2 separate regions of the Sus scrofa genome follow, and region 1 is linked to region 2. The links are chromatin contacts, called in public promoter capture Hi-C maps. All regions are on one chromosome and are shown on one strand. Each heading gives the region's core, a stretch centred on a gene start, on an enhancer-like site or on the middle of the called end of the contact. The rest is flanking DNA. Distances are from core to core; before and after follow the strand shown.

Region 1 (7,049 bases), core at 3,740-6,239, 220 kb before region 2:
TGAGGGAGAGGTGGACCTCGTGGGGATGGTGAGGCTGACAGAGACCCGGAAGCCCTTTGTCCCGGAGAATAATCCAGAGAGGAATCACTGGCATTATCGGGACCTGGAGGCCATGGCCAGGCTCACGGGGGCAGAGCCCATTTTCATAGATGCCGACTTCAGTACGTGGTGCCCAGCCTGCCCCCTAAGACCCAGGAGCTGGTGTAAATGCCCGCTTCTCTCTCTCTCCTAACCCTGGGCGCCTCCCAGTGACTCGCCATTCACACTCTACCCTGTGCTGTGCTGGCGTGGGAGGGAGTTAGGCCTGACCTTGCTCAGCAGATGCTGAGAAGAGAGAGCACCAGGGGGCTGGCTGATGCCAGGACAGCTCTGGGAGAGGCTGCCCCTGTGGACACCCAGCGCCCCGTCTCTGCAGAGAGCACGGTCCCTGGAGGCCCCGTTGGAGGACAGACCAGAGTCACTCTGAGGAACGAGCACCTGCAGTACATCATTACCTGGTGAGGGGGCCTGGCCACACCCCGCTCCTCCCCCTCCCCTCCCCACCCCCAGACCCTGACGACGGCCCACCTTCCAACCCGAGGTATGGACTGTGCGCAGCCACGTCGTATCTGTGGTGTAAGAAATTCCTGAGGCGGCCTCCTGCGGTGTGAGGACCGGCTGGACAAGCGAAGCGGTTTCAGGAGAGATCCGATTCTGTGCTGGTCGCGTGCTGCAGGTGTTTTATCACCCTCTGTACCTCTCTCCCCAAACGAGCCAGGTAAACTGGCGTCCTGAGCCCAGAGTGTAAGGTGGATACGCGAGGTGTTTAGGGACAGCCTTTTCAGAATTGGAGCAGCACACAACTGCACCCCAAGTCTGACACAGAAGCTGCCCTATGAGGGAAAGGGACGAGGACCCTGGGTTTTTGCCACCATCCCAATCTACTTACTTATGGGTAGTTCATTGGCAATAAAATCACTTAACTCAAAAATGCCTGGTAATTGGCTGAAAGTTTTATTAATAACTTTTATGTACAGAAGCCTCCGCGGTGTACACTTAGCCCAGCTTGGTGGCCAGCTCTTTGGCCTTCGCCTTCTCCAGCTTGGCGATGCGAGCCACCGACTTGGGACCCAGGACGTTGCCTCCCCAGTGACGCCGGATCTGTGAAGGGTGTGGCGTGTCACTCTCAGCTGCTCTAAGGAGCTGAGACGGAGCGGGGAGCCCCCGTGCTGGCTGCTTACCTCGTCGTATCTGTCGTTGTAATTGGTCCGGATGGCTTCCACCAGCTTAGCCAGAGCGCCCTTGTCTTCCCTGCCAAGGCAGAGGGAAAAACGGGTCACTGGCCTCACCTATCCCTCCAGCGAGCCGAAAAATTCATCTGTAGCTCCCAGCACAGGCTTTTTGCCTCAGATACACCATGACCACATAGTATATTCAGGTGAAGAAATTCATAACCATCATTGGCAAAAGTTCAGAAAAATGCCTTCTTTTGAAACAAGATCCCAAGGAGTTAAGTAAAGGGAGGCGCCGTGTCCTGGGGAGATGGGGCCACAGGGCGCACTTACGAGTTGACTTGCGTGAAGGCCACGGTGGTGCAGGTCTTCCTGTGGACCAGCCGCCCCAGCCTGGCCTTGCCCTTGATGATGCAGTAGGGGACCCCCATCTTCCGACACAGGGCCGGCAGGAAGACCACCAGCTGCAAGACAACGTTAGCTCGGGAGTGTCTTTGTCTCTGGAGCACAAGCAGTGCTTTCAAAAGCTAAGGTGGTAGCATTTGCTCAGGGTTAAAAAGCTCATGTATTTGCACTTCAAGGTGTGATTCAGTGAGGAATTCACATCATCGCAAGCGCCATGGGGGCCCTTGTCAGCACTTCCGCCCGCCCTGCCCTGGGACAGGGTGGTCGGCTTTAAGCCGTCTCCCCGGCAGTGAGGGACGCCCGGGCGTACCTCAATGGGATCCACGTCGTGTGCGATCACCACCAGCTGAGCCTTCTTGTTCTCCACCAAGGTGGTGACAGTATTCACCCCTACAACACACGAGAGCACGCGTCAGTGCTGGGGCTGCCGTGCCAAAAGCAGCTCTACGTGGACCCAGCTGCGACTCAGGGTTAAAAAGCTCGGGTTTTTACTCTTCACAGTGATTCCAGGTGAAGAAATTCATGCATCACTGCCAGCAGCCTGTCCCACCACTCACTCTCAAGGAGGGACCCACTCACCTGCTCGAAGGACAGGCGGCCTCTTGGTGGGGACATCGCCTTTGCCTGCAGCCTTCTTCTCAGCTCGGGCCAGCAACCTCTGCTTCTTCTCTTGCTTTGTCTCTGGTCTGTACTTGTGGGCCAGCTTAAGCAGCTGAGTAGCTGCGGAAAGATCGTCAGGTCAGGACTGCTGCCTGAATACCGTTACAGCTCAAGAGATCTCAGACCTCGCCTGCAATCTTAAATCTCCTCAGCACATCATGTTCTGAATCCTAGGATTTTTTTCCTTTTTCAGAGTTCCTGGGTCAGGGATCAGATCCAAGCCTTAGCTACAACCTGAGCCGCTGGAACACAAGATCCTTTAACCCACCGTGCAAGGACCAGGGTCAAACCTGTGTCCTGGTGTCACAGAGACGCCTCTGATCCCCTTATGTTGTGTGGGAACTCCCGGATCCTAAGTTTTTACAGACCCACCGCCCCTTCAAAGATCTCAAGCCCAGCATGGTCCAAGTGAAGATGGCAACCAGGCCTGTGCCTGGGAAATCCTTTCCCAATGTTGGTTTTCTGCCACAAAACCTCACCTGTTTGGCGGTCCAAGGCCTGGGTAAACTGGTTAATTGCGGGAGGCACCTTCAGCCGCTTATAGAGAATGGCCCTTTGCCGCTGCAGCCGGATGTAGCGGGGCCATTTGACAAAACGGGTGAGGTCCCTCTTGGGCTGGATGTCCTGTCCTGAGAAGTAAAGGGCAGCGCCGTGAGGCTCAGCGTCCCGTCAAGTCCCATTTAGGGCCACTCACAGAGGTGTAGGTGCATCAGCGATCTTGGTGGTTTAAGATGTCGTCACCGTCTCTCAGATAGCAAATATTCTCTCACATCATCTGCACACCAACACCCGGGACCACAGGGGAGGCCTCCTCGTCCGGCCACAGCCAGGCAAACGTCAGCCCTGCCCTCCGACTGCCTCTGCTCCGGGAGAGCCCGACCATCAAGCTGAATCCCAAAGGCCAGGATCTAGGCCCGAAGCTGACGCAGACGCAGGGGCTTCCAGGGAGGCCGCGAAGGATGCAGTACCACTGCCCCATCTCAAAGTTCAGAGGTAGAAATTCAAGAACCGATCCCCGTTCATGGGTAAAACCCGGCAGAACGTGAGAAACCCAGTCCAAGGAGCCACGACTCCAAGCCCACTGAAATCCAGGAAGGACGTGTGAACGGAGGCCTGGCCTTGCCACCAGCCTCCACACGTGAAGTGAGACACGAGCCGCTGCAGCTGCTGACCCGCAGCCCCTCCAGCAGAGCTCAGGGTGGAGACCAGGAGGGAGGCACTCAGAGCTCTGGGAAAACTGGTAGGACGGGCCTCCAGATAGATGTTTTTAGGAGATTGAGTCCCATTTTTCCGTCTCCTCCTGCCCAGAAAAACACTAAAGTCCTTCAACCCTGCCTGACGTCTGTGACCAGCAGCGACCTCCACGAGACCAGCAGCACATCCTGTAGAAACGCCCCCTGACTGCAGCGCTGCCCCCGCCCCCGCCCCGGACCAAGACCTTACGCTTTCAGAGCTCTCTGAAATCCTGCTTCCCCACCGGCAGGTAGTGGACAAAAGACGTCACGGTCGCATCTCCCGAGGGCCCACAGCCAGCGAGCCCCGAGGGGACTCGGGGAAGAAACGCAGACGGGCCGCAGCTGAGGTGCAAACCAAAGCAGTGGTTCCAGGAAGCCCAGACCCTCACCCCTTCCCTGACAAACCGCTCTCCCGTAAAGGCCTCGTTCCCACCACCTTCCCTTCAGTGTGAAACTCACGCATCCCGCACCCCCGCCTCCCCTGCTCCGGGCGGTTTCCGGGGCTTCCCGAGATGTTGTCCCTCAGGCTCAAGTCCTCCTTTCACCCCGAATAAAACTCAACCCCCAACTTTCAGGCTGCATCTCCTTCGTCGACCGACGTAACGTAACCTGCTCAACAAGCTGCTTTTCGCGGGGAGCGCCGTTTAAAAAGCCGATCGACGCCGCCCGGTCTTCCACTCACCGATGCCAAAATTCTTCGGCCTTTTCTCAAACAGGGGGTTTACCACCTTCTTGGCCTCCTGCTTCTTCACGACGGCAGGGGCCGGGGCCACCTTCTTGCCCTTGGCCTTCTTCCCCTTGGGCTGGGCACAAGGAGACACGGTTACCCCGCCCCCCCGCACGCTGCTCTCAGGGCGCGGGGCTCCCCGCAGACCCGGCCGTCTCCGCAGCCAGCCCGCGCCCCGCCCGTGCATCAGCGATCTTGGTGGTTTGGGTCGTCCTCACCGCCACTCGGACAGCAACTATTCCTTCACATCATCTGCACGAGCCCCGACGCCCCGTCCCTCCCTCTCCGCCACGGGGACAGGGGCCCTCCTCCGAGGCCGGCGTTCGGCGGGCCCCACACAGAATCAGCCGACTCAGCCCAAGGCCCCTAGGGCGGCTCCCAGGGCGCCGGAGCGCCTCGGCCGGGCCCGCCCCCGGCCCCGCAATGCGGCGCTGCGCTCCCCGGATCCCCCTCTGCCGGCTCAGCCGCCGGGGGCTCTAACCGGCCCCAGTGACTCTAGACCAGGCCCCCCAGGCCTCTTCTCGCGCCGGGCGGTGTAGGTACCCCCGCGCGCCCCCGCCCCGAGAAGGATGGCAGCGGATAGAACCCAAACCCGAAACTGGCAGCGCGGAGCGCGGCTCACTCACCATCTTGGACAACGGGAGGAGAGAGAAAGGAAAGGGAATTGTGGGTAATATGTAGGCAACCTCGGAGATCGCGAGAGCTGACGACTGCGCGGGATTTCGGATTTAAAGTGACAGGACTCCTTTCTCCCGTCCAGTAGCCGAAGATTAGTGCCTCCTGGTGGGAGCTGCCGGGAAGGGGCGCGTAAAGGCGCGGGGAAGCCAGGACTTCCCGTGAGGGGCTAGCACTTGTCCTCCACTCGGCCCCGGCCAGGCCCTCCGGGTCCCGGCTTTGCGGACCAGGTGTGGGCTTGGGGCGGCGCGGCCGGGTCGGCGTCCTTCTCAGGTGATTTACCCCAAAATGGCTTAAAAGCCGCGAGTGCAGTCGGTGGGCCGAGCACCAGGGCCCGGGCCGGGGACCACCCTGCCTGGAGCGTGCAGCCTGGAGGCGCATGGCTGGGGGCGGGAGGGTGGTTCTGGCAGGGACCCCGGAGCGAGCCGCCCAGAGGTGGCCCTCGCTCGGGGGTCCTGCGTGGAGCCGGGGGGCAGCGGAGTGGAGTGAAGGCCAAGGGCGTTTGGAGGGGTTGAGGTAGGGTCCCGACGGCTCCTCCTGCCGGGGTGGTGGCGGGGGAGCCGTTGGCAGGAGCCGGTGGGGACGCGGGGGGCCTGGCCCCCGAGAAGGCCGCCCCGGATCCGGGGAGGGTGCACCTGTATCCGGACGCCTGAACGGGTGTGTTTGGCAGACAGGGACTCTCCGGAGGGCTGCTGAAGTCGGGGGCTGGAGGGTGGGTGGCTGGGGTCTGGCCCGCTCACACAGACTCTGGGTTCCAGGTGACCTGCCCTGCCTGAGGCTCCGCCATGGCCCAGCAGAGAGCCCTGCCCCAGAGCAAGGAGACGCTATTGCAGTCTTACAACAAGCGGCTCAAGGACGACGTCAAGTCCATCATGGACAACTTCACCGAGATCATCAAGACCGCCAAGGTGGGTGCGCTGCTGTCTCCTGCCGCTGCTGAGACCACGAGAAGGAGTGGGGGTGCAGAGATCGCGGACGGCTGTGGGTGGAGAGGGCTCGGGCCCCTGCTTTCAACCCACCCGCTGAACATGGGTGCTCCATGCCAGGCAGTGGGGACACAGCAGTGACTCCACAGGCAAAACCCTTGTCCCACGGGGAGAACACTGGGACGGATTGACAATAACCAACAAGTCAACAGATAAATAAACCAACCAGCTTCTCACAGGCTCTGGGGTGGCAGTTGTGGGGACTCCAGTCGAAGTGCCAGGATCCAGCATCCAGCATTGCTTCCTTCTCCGCGCACCTGGCCCAGCAGCTGGCATACTTAGGGGTCCATTACCCCTGATGAGGGTACCTGTTATCTCTTTCAAACAGGACGAGACGGGGTGAGGGCGAACGCTGCCTGAGGTCTGGTTAGCAGGACCCCGTGCAGAGGGCAAGACAGGCTGCTGCCAGGTACCTGTGGGCGGGGGCACCTGCTAGCTCTCGGCTTGCTTGTTGGCCTTCCAGATTGAGGACGAGACCCAGGTGTCGAGGGCCACTCAAGGCGAACAGGACAATTACGAGATGCACGTGCGAGCCGCCAACATCGTGAGTCACCAGGCGGAGGGGACAGCCGGAGTTGCAGGAGCCTCTGGTCCCTACTGGGCTCTCCTGGGTGTGTGGGGGGAACCACTTCTCAGGAGACTCCCCTCCAGAGGAGGGCTGTCCAGGGCAGCCGTGTAAGGAGCTGGCAGGCAGCTGGCCACACGCACCCTGTAGGGTGCTGTGGGGGGCGGGGGTTGGGGTTGGGGTTGGATAGAAAGGGGTTGAGTCTTGTGGGAGCTTCTCTGTAAATGGGGGAAGCAAATTACCAAAGAAACAGGATGTGCGTTTGGATGTCACAGAACAAGCACAGCAACCAAATCTTTCCAAAGGCATGAGCCCATGACTGGAAATACCCAGGACAGGGTCCCAAAGGAAGCCTGGCAGGGGGACTGCCCCTGAGGAAGAGCAGGGACAGGACGGTGGCTTTACGTGGGGTTTAAGGTTTTGAGAAGCAGAAGGTATGCTCGAATAACACATGCCACTGGAGATCACAGCAGCACAGGCAGAAGCCAGAGGCCCGGAGAGGGGAGGCACTGGGAAGCCGATGGCCCCTGCCTTGGAAGCATTTCACGCAGCAGCCGTGGGTGCCTGCAACCCTGCCCCCCGTAG
Region 2 (7,321 bases), core at 1,174-3,673:
AAAAAATACATAAAGCACATAGCCTGGAGCCTGCATCATGGGAAACACTCTACATGGGTTGCCCACATGGGGGCAGAGGGACACAGCGAGGGTCAGCTGTGTGCGTGTGAAAACCCCACCAGCGCTCCCTGGGCCGAAGTCACATCTACGTGCTCCCGACACCCAGGACACAGCCTGGCCTTTAGGGAAAGAGGAGGGTTTAAAAGAGCCCCAAGCCTCCGGAATCCCTTCTCATGAAACACGGGCCTAGACTCTGCTGGGTTGGGAAGGACCCCAGCTGAGGGCCTGGCCCAGAGGGGTTGCCCCAGAAACAGGAACGGAGGAAGGACGGGGCTCCTCCCAAAGGGCTCATACTCTAGCTAGGTACAAATGTCCCGGGTTAGTGGAGTAAGGGTCCTGTCAATGCCGCAGTAAGTCGGGCTGAAAGAACAAAACAGGAGGAAGTCCCTTGGCGGCTCCGCGGGTAAAGGATCTGGCATTGTCACTGCTGTGGTGAGGGTTCAATCCCTGGCCCAGGAACTTCCACATGCCATGACGCCATGGGTGTGGAGGGGAGACAAAACAAGACTAACTGGGCCTCTGCTGGCATCTTGTGCTTAATGACATGTTCGGGGTTTTTGGTATTCACCGAGCATGGAGGATGGAGGTCAGAGTTCAGACTTCAGAGGGAGGCATGAATGAGTTCAGATTCCCACCGTACCCCGTAGGAGCTTGTTTGGCCCAACCTTTCTTTTTTTTTTGTCTTTTTGTCTTTTTAGGGCCGCTCCTGAGGCACATGGAGGTTCCCAGGCCAGGGGTCCAATCGGAGCCGCAGCTGCCAACCTACGCTACAGCCTCAGCAACGTGGGATCCGAGCCGCGTCCGCAACCCACACCACAGCTCATGGCAACAGCGGATCCTGATCGAACCCGCAACCTCATGGTTCCTAGTTGGGTTCATTAACGACTGAGCCACTCCGGGAACTCCCCCAGCCTTTCTTCCTGTGTCTTTTTCTGAAAAAAGGGAATAATAATGGTACCTGTACCTAACTCATTAGATTGTTGTGAAGATTCAATCATGCATTTGACAAGTGTTTGGGAAGCAGGCACCACTATGGATGTTAAGACCACAGGTGTGAACGAGAGCGACAAGGTCCCGCTCTCATGGAATTTACAGACTCAGAGCCAAGAGTCCAAGACAGACAATTAACACGTTAAAATAACTTCAGGTTGGAATTAGCAGGTTGGGTAGGCAGATATTAACTGCTAGCAGCCACTTTAGTGAGGGCCATCAGGGAACAACTCTCTCAAGAGGAGACACTTCAAGATCTGGTTCGTGTAAAGCCCTTACATTGAGCTTTCTTTGCACAAGCTAAGAATTCATCTCGGCTCCACTCTTTGCTGGGCGAATCTGAACAAGCTGTTTCAGTTTCCTTGTAAAATTCAGACACTGACACTTCCTACCAGGAAGGGTTCCAGTGAGGATCATGTTTTAAGTAAAGCACCTAGAACTGTAGCTCGTACAGAGTAAGTTGTTAGCTTTGACTACCTTTAGCCTAAATAACATAATTCTTCCTTCCTCCCTCTCACTTAGGTCGACGGTTCCTAATTTCCCATATCTCAGTTTTCTGCTTCGTGAAATGAGGATGTGGCAGTCCAGCACATCCTGCGGTGGCAGAAAGCGGGGAGCTGCAGCTGAGCTGAGCTCAAGGCAGAAATGCCAAAGCTGCGGCTCATCCGAGGATGGGAGACCCTCTCTGCGTCTCCCTATGGTTCTTTTCACGCGCCCTCTGCCCGCGAAGAAAAAACGGTCCACGCCGAGTGGTCTCAGAAGCAAATCCCCGCCCGCTGGCCGCTGCAGAGCCAGCCTCAAGCTCCACTGCCAAGGAAACCTCGCGTCCCTGGGTGGTCCCGCCCCTCTGGCCGTTGTCCCGCGATTGTCCGCCCCGTGGACCCCGGAGACTCCACGCTCCTCACCCGGGAGACGCTTTCCTCGCCGCCCAGGGTCAGCAGCATCTTGGACACGTCGCGCACCAGGCCCGGGTACTCCACACACACCATGCGCCGCTCGTGCCGCAGGTCCACCGAGACGGCGCCCCCCTGCCCCGCGTCGGCCGCCGCCGCCATCCCTGCCAGTCTAGTCGGGTCCGCCGCGGTCCGTTCCTGTCCTCGCGCTCCCAGAGGCCTCGCCCCAAAGGTTCCGCGAAGGAATCGTTCCGGCCTCCTCCTGGCTCGCGCCTCCCCAAATCCCTGAGTTGCGCGAGGCTCGAAGTCCTCAGGGAGCAAAGGCCCGAAGGAAGGGCCTAAGACTTCGGAGTTAACACCCGCTGGATCCTCAACTTTGTGTTTTAAATGAAGAGGGTTGGAGCCCAAGGGGCGGGGTAAGGGCCTGTCTCTCCCACCAACCCGAGGGACGGCGACGCTTGTAAGACACCACCCAGCCCTCGACTTTAGCCAATGAGAACCCGAGGGCCGAGCCGAGCTTTTTAGCCAATGAAGAGTCAAGACGAAGCCGGGTTTCCGCCCCCTTCCTTGGCTCCCTTAGGTTTTAGCCAATAATGAACCAGGGTTAGGTTGGGTCCCCGCCCCTTCCTGGGATTTAACCCAATAATAGATGGGGGCGTGTCCGAAGCAAACTTCCGGCCGCTCTTCCTGCGTGGAAAGGTCCCAGTAAGCAATGGGTTTCCGGACCCCGGGTCCGCCAAGTGGGTTTCCTCCCGGGTGGGTTCCCTCCCTTTCCCGCTGACCGCCCCAGAATGTGGTTTTTAGCGGCGCACGGAGGCCGCGAGGAGTCCGATCTGGACATGGAGAGCGCGATCTGGAAATGCACTTTGAATGCTTGCCCACCTCCACTCTCAGAAAACGCGGAAGCGCTCCCCGCGCGGACTAAGGCGGGCGTCCGTCCTTCGTTTCTTAGTTATTTAGCGCCTGCTGTGTGCTGGGCACCACTCAAACCTCACCGAAGCATGAAGTGAGGAGACCCCGAAGCGAGCGACTGGGGGCCGTTCTAGGAAGTGACAAAAAGCGAAACTTGAAGGAGCAAAGTGGAGGGAGATGAAGGGTCAGAGGTCGACAAAGGCCAAACAGATCCTTAAAACGATTTACCTAACGGGTTGGCTTTTTCTGAGTGCAATGGAGAGCCCTTGAAGGGTTTTGTGCTGGGAGTGCGGGAATCTGATTTATGCATTTGACTCTTTGGCTGTTTCCTTGGCGTTGTTTGTTTATGTTTTAGCGGTGCCTGTGGCATGTGGAAGTCCCCAAGCCTGAACTCGAACCCAAGCCACAGCAGTGACAACCCTGAACCCTTCACTGCTAGGCCACCAGGGAACTCCTCTGTGGCTGTTGTGTAGAGAATAGACCAGAGACACCAAAAGCAGACTCAGATAAACCACCGGAGAGAGGTTGCATAATCCAGGCACGAAATGCTGCCGGGGGAAGTGGCAGTGAGGATGGAAAGAAGGGACTGGATTCGAGGACGTTAGGAGATAAAAGAGACTCCTTGGGAATGGATACCCCACGTTTCTGAAATGACTCCTGAATCAAAAAGTTATGTTATTATTCTAGATGGATTTAAGAAGGCCGAATAAATGACTGCAGGGACCACTAAATACATTTTTTAAAGAAAAATGTGTAATCTGAATGTGAGGTATATGTCATCGGCTGGGAGCCTGAAAGGAAGCCCACTCAGATCGCTGGGAGGAGTCCACCAGCAGCACATGGTGGAGGAGCTGGAGGAGGCCAGGCACAAGGGCTTCGCAGTCCTTGACCTGCCTTCTCCAGCCGGAACTTGCCTGCTCCACTGGGGAAGAAGATTCTGTGCAGTGCAGCCAAGAGAATTCTCCGGAATTTTCCATGCCTTGACATTAAATGTCCTTTTAAATGCCTCCTGTCTTTTCTCTCATTCCATGCTCCCCTGAGCAGTAATCTGTTGTTGTTTTTTGCTTTCTTAGGGTTGCACCCGTGGCATATGAAAGTTCCCAGGCTAGGTTCAAATCAAAGCTGCAGCTGCTGGCCTGCACCACAGCCACAGCAATGTGGGATCTGAACTGCCTCTTTGATCTACACTGCAGCTTGTGGCAACTCAGGATCCTTAACCCACAGAGCAAGGCCATGGATCGAACCCACATCGTCATGGATACTAGTAGAGCTCTTAATCTGCTGAGCCACAATGGGAACTCCTGTATTTTCTAAATGTTTTTAATTTCCTTTAAATAACCAAGGGTTGAAAACTTTACAGAAATGTTAGGACTTCCCAATATGGCTCAGCGGGTTAAGAACCCGACTAGTGTCTATGAAGATGCAGGTTTGATCCCTGCTGGCCACGCTTAGTGGGTTAAGGACTTAGGTCACAGATGTGGCTCAGATCCCAAGTTGCTGTGGCCGCAGCAGCAGCTCCAATTCGACTCCTTACCTCTCTGTGCCTGGGGCACCCAAACCCATCACAGAGGCTTCAGGGCTGCTTTATTTATTTATTTTGCTTTTGGGGGCCACACCTGTGGCATGAGGAAGTTCCCAGGCTAGGGGTCAAATCAGAGCTGCAGCTGCTGGCCTACACCACAGCCACAGCAAAGCAGGATCCAAGCCGAGTCTGCAACCTACATCACAGCTCACAGCAATACCAGATCCTTAACCCACAGAGCAAAGCCAGGGACCGAACCTGCAACCTCATGGTCACTAGTCGGGTTCTTTCCACTATGCCATGCCATAACGGGAGCTCCTGTTTTATTTCTTTTTTGTTCCTCTCCACCCCACTACCCCCCACCCCACAGAGCTTCCTGAGGGCAGGGCTTGGTGGGCCTGGTCCCTCACTGCCTCCCTAGGCTTTGACTCAGGCCAGGCATGGGGCAGATGCTCTGGAAGTAGTTCTTCAGCGACTGAGGCCCTTGACTCCTTTGAACCTTCAGTTCAAGCCAGCCTCAAGGTCAGAGCACAGCCATGGGCACACTAAGTGGAGGCTGTCAGCTGGGGGGTGTTCCCAGGGTGCACAGAAATGCGGGGCTGGGAGGAGGGGAAGAGAAGGCCTCCTCCCCACCACCCTGAGCTTCCCAAGGGCCAGGCCCTTGTCCTACCTGAGATCCACAGTGGAGAGGTCAGAGCGGCCGTGAGGCTAGGCTGGGAGGAGGAGGAGGGTACCAGGGAGAATCAGGAGCCCAGTTAAAGAAGCAGCTGTGGGGAGTTCCCATTGTGGCTCAGCTGAAATGAATCCGACTAGTATCCATGAGGATGCGGGCTTGATCCTGGCTTCAATCAATGGGTTAAGGATCTGGCGTTGCCCTGAGCTGCAGTGTAGGTTGCAGACGTAGGTCAGATCCAGTGTTGCTGTGGCTGTGGTGTAGACCTACAGCTCTCACCACCTCCTGTGCCCGGATTGGGGTGGGAGCCGGGGGTGGCCAGTGTGTACCACCCTCGCACAGGGGAGACGCAGCTGCTGCTCAGCACAAGACACAAAGGTGGGCCTTCCACGGCCAACCCTGGGGGCTGAGCTGCCCCCCACCCCCTGCTGCTCAGAGCCCCTCCCCCAGAGACAGGCCTGGGAGCCGGTTCTCTCCTCTCCAGTCCCAGAATCTTGGCCTCAGCCTGGGGCTTTGCAGGAGCTCTGCCATCCCGAAGCTTCGAATGCTGTGTGCCCACCTCAAGTAGAGTGTCCATCTCATCCTGGGGGGCCGGCTGCACCCCCTGGTCCTCATCAGGGTGCCCGGACACCGGCCCTCACAACTGGAAAGGTTATGCCTGCTTCATTTTTGGTTTCACGTGGTGTGTGTGTGAGCGCTGGCAGGGGGCCGGCGGGGGTGGGGGGTGTCTGTTTAGGGCTGCACCCATGGCGTAAGGAAGTACCCAGGCTAGGGGTCCCATGGCAGCTGCAGCTGCTGGCCTACACCACAGCCACAGCAATACCAGATCCAAACTGCGTCTGGGACCTACACCACAGCTCACGGCAACACTGGATGCGTAACCCACGGAGCGAGGCCAGGGATCGAACCCGCGTCCTCATGGATACTAATTGGGTTCACTACCACTGAGCCACATCCGAACCCCCTGAAAGAGATTATTTCTATTTGGGGAGTCTGGAACAGGATTCCCAGTGTAGTCAATTACTACAATAAACATTAATTCTATTCGTCGATCATTCAACAAAAGCTTTTTTTTTTGGCCTCGCCAGAGATATGCAGAAGTTCCTGGGTCAGGGATTGAACCTGAGCCACAGCAGTGACCTGAGCTGTGGCAGTGGCAATGCTGGATCCTTAATCCACTGCACCACCAGGGAACCCTCAACAAAACCCATTGTTTTTTTTGCTTTTTTTTTTTTAGGGCCGCACCTGTGGCGTATGGAAGTTCCCAGGCTAGGGATTGAATTGGAGCCGTAGCTGCCAGCCGACACCACAGCCACAGCAACTCAGGATCCAAGCCACATCTGCGACCTACACCATAGCTCACAGCAATGCCAGATCCCTGACCCACTGAGCGAGGCCAGGGATCGAGCCTGCATCCTCATGGAAACCAGTCAGATTTGTTTGCACTGTGCCACTTTGGGAACTCCCCACAAAACCTTTTTAAGTCTCCACTGGGTGCCAGGCAGTAGGTCCCTCCTCAGGAAGGGAGACAGACAATAAACACATAGCTAATTCTCACACCGGGTACTTCTGCATCATACGTGCTCAGAAAAGGCAGCCCGAGGGGGTGCAGTGTGCTGAAGGGGGGGCCCTAGGACACGCCCACTTCCTAGACTCTGAAACCTGTAAATGTCGCCTCACTCAGAAAGAAGGTCTCGGCAGATGTGATCGAGCTGTTGGTTTTGAGATGAGGGGTCTTTCTGGCTCATCCACTGGCCCCTACACCCAATGACAAATATCCTTGGCAGAGAAAGGCTGACGACTGCCTGCACAGAGAAGGGGAGGCTGTGTGACCATAGAGGCAGAGGTTTGAGTGACCCAGGCCCAAGGCTGCTGGAGCCACCAGACACTGGAAGAGGCAGGAAGGGCCCTCCCCTCCAGCCTCTGGAGGGACCCAGACCCCGGGGTCCCCTGATTTCAGACTTCTGCCCTCCAGAGCTGTGACAATAAAACTTCATTGGGTTTTGAACCCCCTAAATTGTGGTCATTTTTATGTCAGCCATGGGAAACTCATACAGGGCAGAGTCTTTGAGGTTTAAAGTATTTTCAGGATTCATGTTTGAGTCCTGACACACTCCGTCATGAGTGGGGCAGTTTCCCTCCTTCCTCTCTCTCTCCCTTTCTTCCGTCTGTCTGTCTTCCTTGCTTTCTTTTCTTTCTGTCACACTCATGGCATGCAGAAGTTCCCAGGCCAGGGATGGAAACTGCGCCACAGCAGTGACAACGCCAGAT

The links. Promoter capture Hi-C pulls out the DNA fragments that hold promoters and counts their contacts.
Region 1: a promoter capture Hi-C map of liver shows a contact between it and region 2, with 4 times the contacts expected there. The contact joins the promoter of MED22 here to the promoter of GTF3C5 in region 2. A contact is called at or near these places in 1 of 5 promoter capture datasets (liver), 1 of 47 Hi-C or Micro-C datasets (liver) and 1 of 2 datasets of contacts at active chromatin or transcription factors (alveolar macrophages).

What each region holds. Positions count from the first base shown.
Region 1 is chr1:272,959,558-272,966,606 of Sscrofa11.1, reverse strand. MED22 (mediator of RNA polymerase II transcription subunit 22) reads left to right here and starts at 4,989. Exons shown (of 5, transcript XM_021071150.1): 1 at 4,989-5,186; 2 at 5,672-5,821; 3 at 6,363-6,443. The coding sequence starts at 5,699. RPL7A (60S ribosomal protein L7a) reads right to left here and starts at 5,186. Exons shown (of 8, transcript XM_021071136.1): 1 at 4,865-5,186; 2 at 4,194-4,314; 3 at 2,756-2,905; 4 at 2,196-2,336; 5 at 1,927-2,006; 6 at 1,545-1,675; 7 at 1,221-1,290; 8 at 971-1,140. The coding sequence starts at 4,867. The coding sequence ends at 1,036. It overlaps LOC110256518 (a long non-coding RNA gene), which reads right to left. Exons shown (of 3, transcript XR_002338110.1): 2 at 6,066-6,506; 3 at 5,719-5,849. It overlaps LOC110256505 (surfeit locus protein 1), which reads left to right. Exons shown (of 9, transcript XM_021071119.1): 7 at 1-161; 8 at 416-497; 9 at 581-963. The coding sequence ends at 650.
Region 2 is chr1:272,738,629-272,745,949 of Sscrofa11.1, reverse strand. GTF3C5 (general transcription factor 3C polypeptide 5) reads right to left here and starts at 2,423. Exons shown (of 11, transcript XM_021070913.1): 1 at 1,956-2,423. The coding sequence starts at 2,105.